Regions from separate parts of the Zea mays genome. Here region 1 is linked to region 2. Evidence: chromatin contacts called from public Hi-C data. All regions are on one chromosome and are shown on one strand. The core of a region is the stretch at or near the end of the contact, and the rest is flanking DNA. Distances in the headings are between cores, read along the strand shown.

What was found. A called contact is a pair of places that touch in the nucleus more often than the background predicts.
Region 1: a Hi-C map of tassel shows a contact between it and region 2, with 4 times the contacts expected there. The contact joins the promoter of LOC103632701 here to the promoter of LOC100283450 in region 2. A contact is called at or near these places in 4 of 25 Hi-C or Micro-C datasets (ear, endosperm, leaf and 1 more).

The regions. Positions count from the first base shown.
Region 1 is chr7:110,283,979-110,287,410 of Zm-B73-REFERENCE-NAM-5.0, reverse strand. LOC103632701 (DEAD-box ATP-dependent RNA helicase 22) reads right to left here and starts at 1,376. Exons shown (of 7, transcript XM_008654447.4): 1 at 954-1,376; 2 at 1-29. The coding sequence starts at 1,274.
Region 2 is chr7:110,043,056-110,046,742 of Zm-B73-REFERENCE-NAM-5.0, reverse strand. It overlaps LOC100283450 (cyclin delta-2), which reads left to right and starts at 2,156. Exons shown (of 6, transcript NM_001156351.2): 1 at 2,156-2,627; 2 at 2,901-2,987. The coding sequence starts at 2,373.

The DNA of each region.
Region 1 (3,432 bases), core at 127-2,626, 240 kb before region 2:
GCCATGAGAACATGTGGTATACAGGTTGCCTGCATAAAATTTGAAACTTTATGTTAGTATTTTTCATAGTTGCATGCAACAGTAGGCACTGAACAAGACAATTAGGATATACATATCTGGAAATATAGTAGGACACATGGGCAAAGCTAGGTTATGTTTAGGGAGTGCAAATGCACCCCCGAAATAATATGGATTCTATAGATTCAGTTAAAATTTCACCATGTATGCACCCCTAGGAAAAAAATCTTATGCACCCACAAGGCCAAATGCACCATCCTCAATTTTGCTCTAGATTCACCACTGGTAGGACAAATCCCAGTGAAACTATCGATAGACCAGAAAAATTATTCAAAAGGTATATATAAAAAATCAATCATATTTATGAATCAAACAACAACAAAGGGAAGTGTCTTGAAGAGATGACAGCACTAGTATATTCGGTGCACAATTAGCCTATATACCCTAACTTGCTTGGGACCCACAAAAGGTTCGCAGTTGTAAGGATTTACATTCTTATTGTCTGCAACAGGAAAATATATATGGTCATTAACAGCAGAACTGATTTGACTAAACCCACAGAGGTGAAAAGGGAGAGAAGCATGTAACCTGAATCATCTAGTGCTCAATTACTTATCTAAATAGTAAAGTGCTTGCAATTTTAGATTTAAGATGCAAGGAGTTACAATCTTCATTAAACAAATTGTAACAGCATTGGGAATTAGAATAGACATCGGTTCATCCTGAGAGGCAAACGGGACCAGTCCCCACTCCCCAACAATAGACAGAGCTCAAAGAGCTCGCTCAGTTCAATACCTGCGCCGAGCAAAAGAATATAAAATGTACATCTACCAACTGAACTGCTCATGTTAAACAGGCATAAGACGTGCACAGGAGGTCCAACATTTCGTCGAACATATGGCGTGTGTTGTAGCTGAAGCGAGCGGACCCCTTACCTGGACAAGGGAAGGCCTCGAGAGCCCGGCACTGCAAAGGGCGGACGCGAGGCGTTCGGATACGCCGAGTGAAGCCCACGACGTGCTCTCTGCGAAGAATTCGTTGCCCGAGCCCGAGGTAGCATCGTCGGCCTCTGCCGCAGCGGTGGCAAGCGCGCGCGGCCTCGCACCGGGCGACAGAAGGCGCCACGGCCACGACGGCGGCGCAAAGAGGAGAACGCGGCGGTGGCCGCGCGCGGCGATACGGGAGGAGGCGAGGGGCGGGAGGCTTGCGGCGCGAAGGAGCGCGAGCGGCGCGAGGCGGAGGTGGTGCAGCGCCATGGCGACGGTGACGTGGCGGAGTGTCTGCTGTGCTGGGCCGGGCTGCCTCCAGCCGCATTCGGGTAGGCCGGTAGGGGCACTAGCCTACTAGGGTGGAGTCGTTTAGGCTATTCACAATGGGGATTTCATGTCACTGTTTCCAAAAATGCCACATCAGATTTATGGATGAATGAAATACCCTCTCTCAATAGAGAGTTTCATCTCACTATTTCATATGTCAACATACTTCTTAAATGCTGCATATAAATAACCAATAGGATTTACTCAATTATATGAAGATGAAACAAAACACTCTCAGTGGAGGTTTCACACAGTTTCCAAGATCTTGGAAACGAGTTAACATGGTTTCATCCCCATGAAACTCCATGAAACTCTTCCTTCTTAAATGATGTGACATGTCATCAAAATAGCTGATGTGGCAGGCTAATTAATACATGAAACACCCCATGAAACCTCCATTGTGAATAGCCTTATGATCACAGTGAAGTCCAGGTCTCTCTATTGCTCCCTCCTCCCTTAGTCTCAAATATAATTCGTTTTACGGGGAACAGGCACTAGCCCGGGTGGCTAGTCGGTCTAGATCCTTGTACCCTGATCAAAAAATATATAACCCCTTTTAGACTAAGGAAGTGTTTGGTTTAATTTTTAGTTTTTCTATTTTATTTTATTTTAGTCCCTCAATTACCAAATATAAAAACTAAAATTCTATTTAATAACTATATTTAACAATTTAGGTACTAAAATAAAACACAATGGAAAGACTAAAAAATAGTCTATAGAAACCAAACACCATATAAATATACGTCATGAATATAATTTATATGTATATCTATATTCATTATCATTCGAATAAATGTAGATAGAAAAAAGGCTAGAAAAAACTACATTTTAGGACGGAGAGAGTACTATAAAACACTAATGTTTATTGTCATTATCCCAACATTTTTGTAAAAATAAACTTATATTTTTTATAATTAAATTGTGGATGTGAAAGCAATGACGATGCGCGTCTAGCATCATCATTCATCCCCGCGACGGCACACCACCCACCCCAGTTTGTATCCCCTTCTCCTTCCTGAATGGTTCGATGCGGCTTGCTTGTGCACCACCCCTGCTTGATCCATCGTCGCAGTCTGCCTCTTTATATTTGTCTGCCTCGTCGCCGACCCTACCGCAGAACCTTCTAGAACCCTCGACCCCTCACCTTTGCTCCACTCTCCTCTCCTCCTAGGCCGACTTTGGTGGCCGCCGTCCAGGCCATCGACGACGACCATGCCGCACCACTACTCCAGGAGGAGGTGTCGGGCACTGGCACCGACGACAGGGACTGCGAGTTGCAGAATCTAGGGGACCTCCACTCCAAGATCAACCCCATGGTTGAGGAGTCTATCCTACCCTCCCTCGCCTCACCAATCAATAGGTCTGGCGCCCTCACACCTGCGCTGCTCTCCATCGCCGCCTACGCCTTCTATCTGGTTTGCACCAACTTTGCGATCGCCTCGTCGGGCCACCATGGTGTCACCGGCCAGTTGGCGCCAACTTCGCGATCACCTCGTCAGGCCACCATGGTGTCACCGGCTTCTCGGTCTTCGCAGACACCCATGTCGGACGCGGTAGGGTAAGGATGGTCCTTGATTTTGTCCTACCCCTGTGGCCCTGCTCGCATCGATTCTGTTTTTGATGTCTCCCCGCTGATGAGCATCATTGAAAGTCGCCTAGAGGGGGTGAATAGGCGAAACCTGAAATTTATAAACTTTAAACAACACTAAGGTCGGGGTTAGCGTTAGAATTAAATCGGAGTTCAAAGAATAGTTCTCCTTGCTTAGAGTTCCTCAATCAATACGGATAACATTTGGGAGCAAACTCAAATCAATATGAGCAAGGGAACTTTAGAGAGAGGAAAGAGGGGAAACAAATCAAGTGAAGATCAATGCAAGTGAACACGATGATTTGTTTACCGAGGTTCGGTTTCAAAGAACCTAGTCCCCGTTGATGAGGCCACAAAGGCCGGGTCTATTCCAACCCTTTCCCTCTCTCAGTCGGTCACACAGACCGGTCGAGGCTTCTCCTTAATCACTTTGGCCACTAAGACCCCGCAAGGATCACCACACACTTAGGTGTCTCTTGCTAGCTTTACAAAGCACTTAGAGAATTAATA
Region 2 (3,687 bases), core at 907-3,406:
GATCTACTGAATTAACTGTGGGATGATGCATCAAAAGTTTTTGTATTCTCTCTCTGAAGGACGCAGTGTTTGTTGATGGCAGTCCACAGTTCATTGATTTGTTTATGTGTGTTTACACGTTCCTCAATTTGTATCTAGGCAATAGAACAACTTAGATCTTATTTATTAGATACAGAGATAACGCTACACTTGTACACGAGTTGAAGCGTTAACTTATGGCTACCCTCACTGCCGGATCTTGGAGGGTGATTACTGTGGACCTGCCCATTCCTGCACACGAAGGCTAAGGGCTATTTTGAGAACCATAAAATCAAAAGAAATTGGAGGAGCTAGATTCAACTTCTTATTCAATTTTGCCATGAACACTGTGGTCTGCGGTGCCACTTGATACTTTGCCATCTCATGTTTGCATCGCAGAAGGCGCCCTGGCAGCGCCACCACCCAGCAACCAAAAAAAAAAAAATCGAGTCACGCCGCCTTGCTATGACGTAAGCACGGGAATCCCCGGTGACATCCTCCACAGGTCCTAAACTGTAACTCACTCTGGACGCTGCCTGCCCCTCGCAGGACGGACAGACGCTGACCGGGTCAACAACGCCCGTCCAGAATGCAGAAGGGTGGCTATCGTCTTGGGCAGCTGATCTGGTGTGTGCCTGTGTGGAGATGGCGTGCCGTGGGCCGTGGCCCGTGAGCTAGCAGCTGTAACTGTAATGCGCAGCGCAGGTATGGTCCTCCTCCTCCATCCCCTTTTTACCATTTTCTATATCCTTTGCATCGGCGCCGTAGATAATTGTTGGCTGAAATTCATGCCAGCTATATGCTATGTTTCGACCTAGGATTGGCTGCGCAGAGATGGTGGTAGGGCACGCCAATTTATTTGAGATACAGGTTCTCCATACGTTCCTTCACTTCATTGCAATGCAGCAGAGTCATATATATACCTGAATCCCAATCCCAACAAAGGTACGGACCTCTGTGTCGTGTCGTCCTCCTCCTCCGGATACATTGCGTTTAATTTCGACCGTATGGATGGATGGATGGATGTGGATGTGGTGGCCGTAATCATGTACTAGCTTGCTTTGGGGGGTCATACGATTGATTGATTGATTGATTGCACGGGCATACCAGGCTTCAGTGTATTTGCTGCTCTGTAGATACTTTACTCATGTGAAACCCATAAGGGTCGGAGTGAGCTAGGGCCTGTGCGGCCGGCACATAGGGATCGGACGGATGGATCGGTGGTGGTATGCTAGTATATATGCATGGTACTACAGCTACTACCCCTCCTCCTCCTCCTCCTCCCATAGTGTATGTGTATGTGTATGAGCAGCAGCAGGCCGTATCGACAGGCCCAACAGACAGACGATGGATCAGATCGGATCTCCACACCTTGCCTGGCTCGAGTAGATCTTGACCATCCGTGCTCCAATCATGGCCATGGCCGCCGGACTGCAGAGCACCAGGCATGCCATCCGGACCCTACTACTACTACCAGTCGCTTACACACCTCTGCCCCAACCGTGTCTCATTCTTGGCAGTTTGGGGAGGAAGGAAGCCCAATCTTGTCCCTAAAAAACGCTGTTCCATGTAAGTGACCAGACGACGACTATACTAGATCACTAGCCCCTCGAATCCTCGATGAAAAGAAAAAATAAAAGTCGCGAGCAGTCACGCTCGCCGAACTCAACGTCCGGCCGGGAAGGAAATTAACGGCGACAGAGGGTCGGTCCCCTTTCGTTCGGAAGTCGGAACTGTCATTGGTCGCCGTCGTCGTCGCGTCACTGGCATGTGGGGGCCTCGGTCGGCAAACCATCGAGAGCCGAGAGCCGGGAGAGAGAGAGAGAGGATGGCAGGTGCACATGCATGTGTGTGATGTACTCATGTGTAGTATAAAGGATGTGATGGGATGAGACGGTTCCTTTTACCAATCATTCCCTACTTATATTACCCGTCCATCATGCAGCCATCCGATTTTTCTTTCTTGTTTTACCGTATACTACAGCACAAGGATAAATTCCTACAGACCGACCTCATATGCATTGCATGGTGAGCCCTTCCACATATACACACATGCATGTAGTGGCAGTAGCTAGGCGAGCTAGTTTTTTTTTTATATAGATATCCAGCCGTAGTGCTCTCACATCGATCGCTCGCACTCGCACTCGCACTCGCACTGACCTGACGCTACGCTGCCTACAATCTATCTACCTCTACCCTCCCTCATCACTTGTTCCACTACGACCGGCCACCTCGCCGCGCGCGCAAGCCTGCGTCACCACCCACCGTGCAGCACGACAGCCAGCAATGGCCGCCGCCCACTGAGGCAGAGTCGCAGTGACGGCACGGGACGCACACCCACGGGCGCTGGCGGCATGCCGGGCGACGCCTACGACCTCCTGTGCGCCGAGGACGACGCCGCCGGCAGCGCCCTGCTGTGCACCACCGACGACGACGACGGGTGCTGCTCCGCTGTCGAGGACGACTCGGCGGCGGCGGCGGCGGCATCCATCGCCGAGCTCATCGGCGGCGAGGCCCAGTACTCGCCCAGGCCGGACTACCCCGACAGGCTCCGCTCCAGGTCCATCGACCCGGCCGCCCGCGCCGAGTCGGTCGCATGGATTCTCAAGGTGACGGACGCCGGATCGCCAGTCCATATATATTATATATACACACACTCGCAAGCTTTTCACATCGTTTGGATTAGATTAGACGCCGCACCACCATGCTTGCTTGCTGGCTAGCTTTCTCGCTCGCTCTCTCACCATGCTTTTCGTGCTCTGCTAGTCTTATCAGTTTAATTTGTACAATATGCATGCATATAGATAGATATATGAACTCAGCAAGCAATCTCATCTTATATACTGTTCTTCTCGCTCTGTCTCCTTCTTCGTCGCCATCAGGTGCAAGAATACTATGGGTTTCTTCCATTGACAGCCTACCTCGCCGTCAACTACATGGACCGGTTCCTCTCTCTCCACCGTTTGCCGGTAAGCAAGCTAAGCTCCTTATGCATGGCATGGCATGGCCCCCCACCGCCGCAGCCGCCATTTCTCTTTTCGCCACACACGACACACACTACTTACTAATAAATTACATTCTGTATATGATGGTGTGTCACACACTCACACGCAGTGTGTGTGTGTTGTACTGTCGTCAGTGGGAAGTTGATAGTGCTGCTGTTGTTGGCGCGGGGAAAAGAAAGTGTTTGGAGGAGCGTGTCCGCGTGGATTAATCAATCGATTATAAGCATCTGCCTAATTACCTCCCTGCCCCTAAACGGAATGAAGGAGGGGGCAGCTACAGGGGGCAAGGGGGTTTTTGTTTATGCACTCAAGACAGAGGGGTCTTTTGCCTTTGCAGTTGCTGCAGCCAGCCGCGCTTTAGCGCAAGAGCGAGCAGCCTCCGCCTGACGCTTTTTATCATCGTGTGTGGAACACACCTTATCATTGTGCCTCGCCATCCATCCATCCATCCATCCATCCACATTTTTATTCCGTCCATCCATCCATCCGTGGCCTGGCCTGCTGCCTGTGATAGCGAGACTTGCAGCAGCCTCTGTGACTGTGCGCTAGCTGTGGGCGGGTGTGGTGCTACGAGTTGTTTATCTGAATCCATTCTGAGCCAAAGGAGAGAGAGAGAGAGAGAGAGAGAGAGAGAGAGAGAGAGAGAGAGAGAGAGAACACAAGC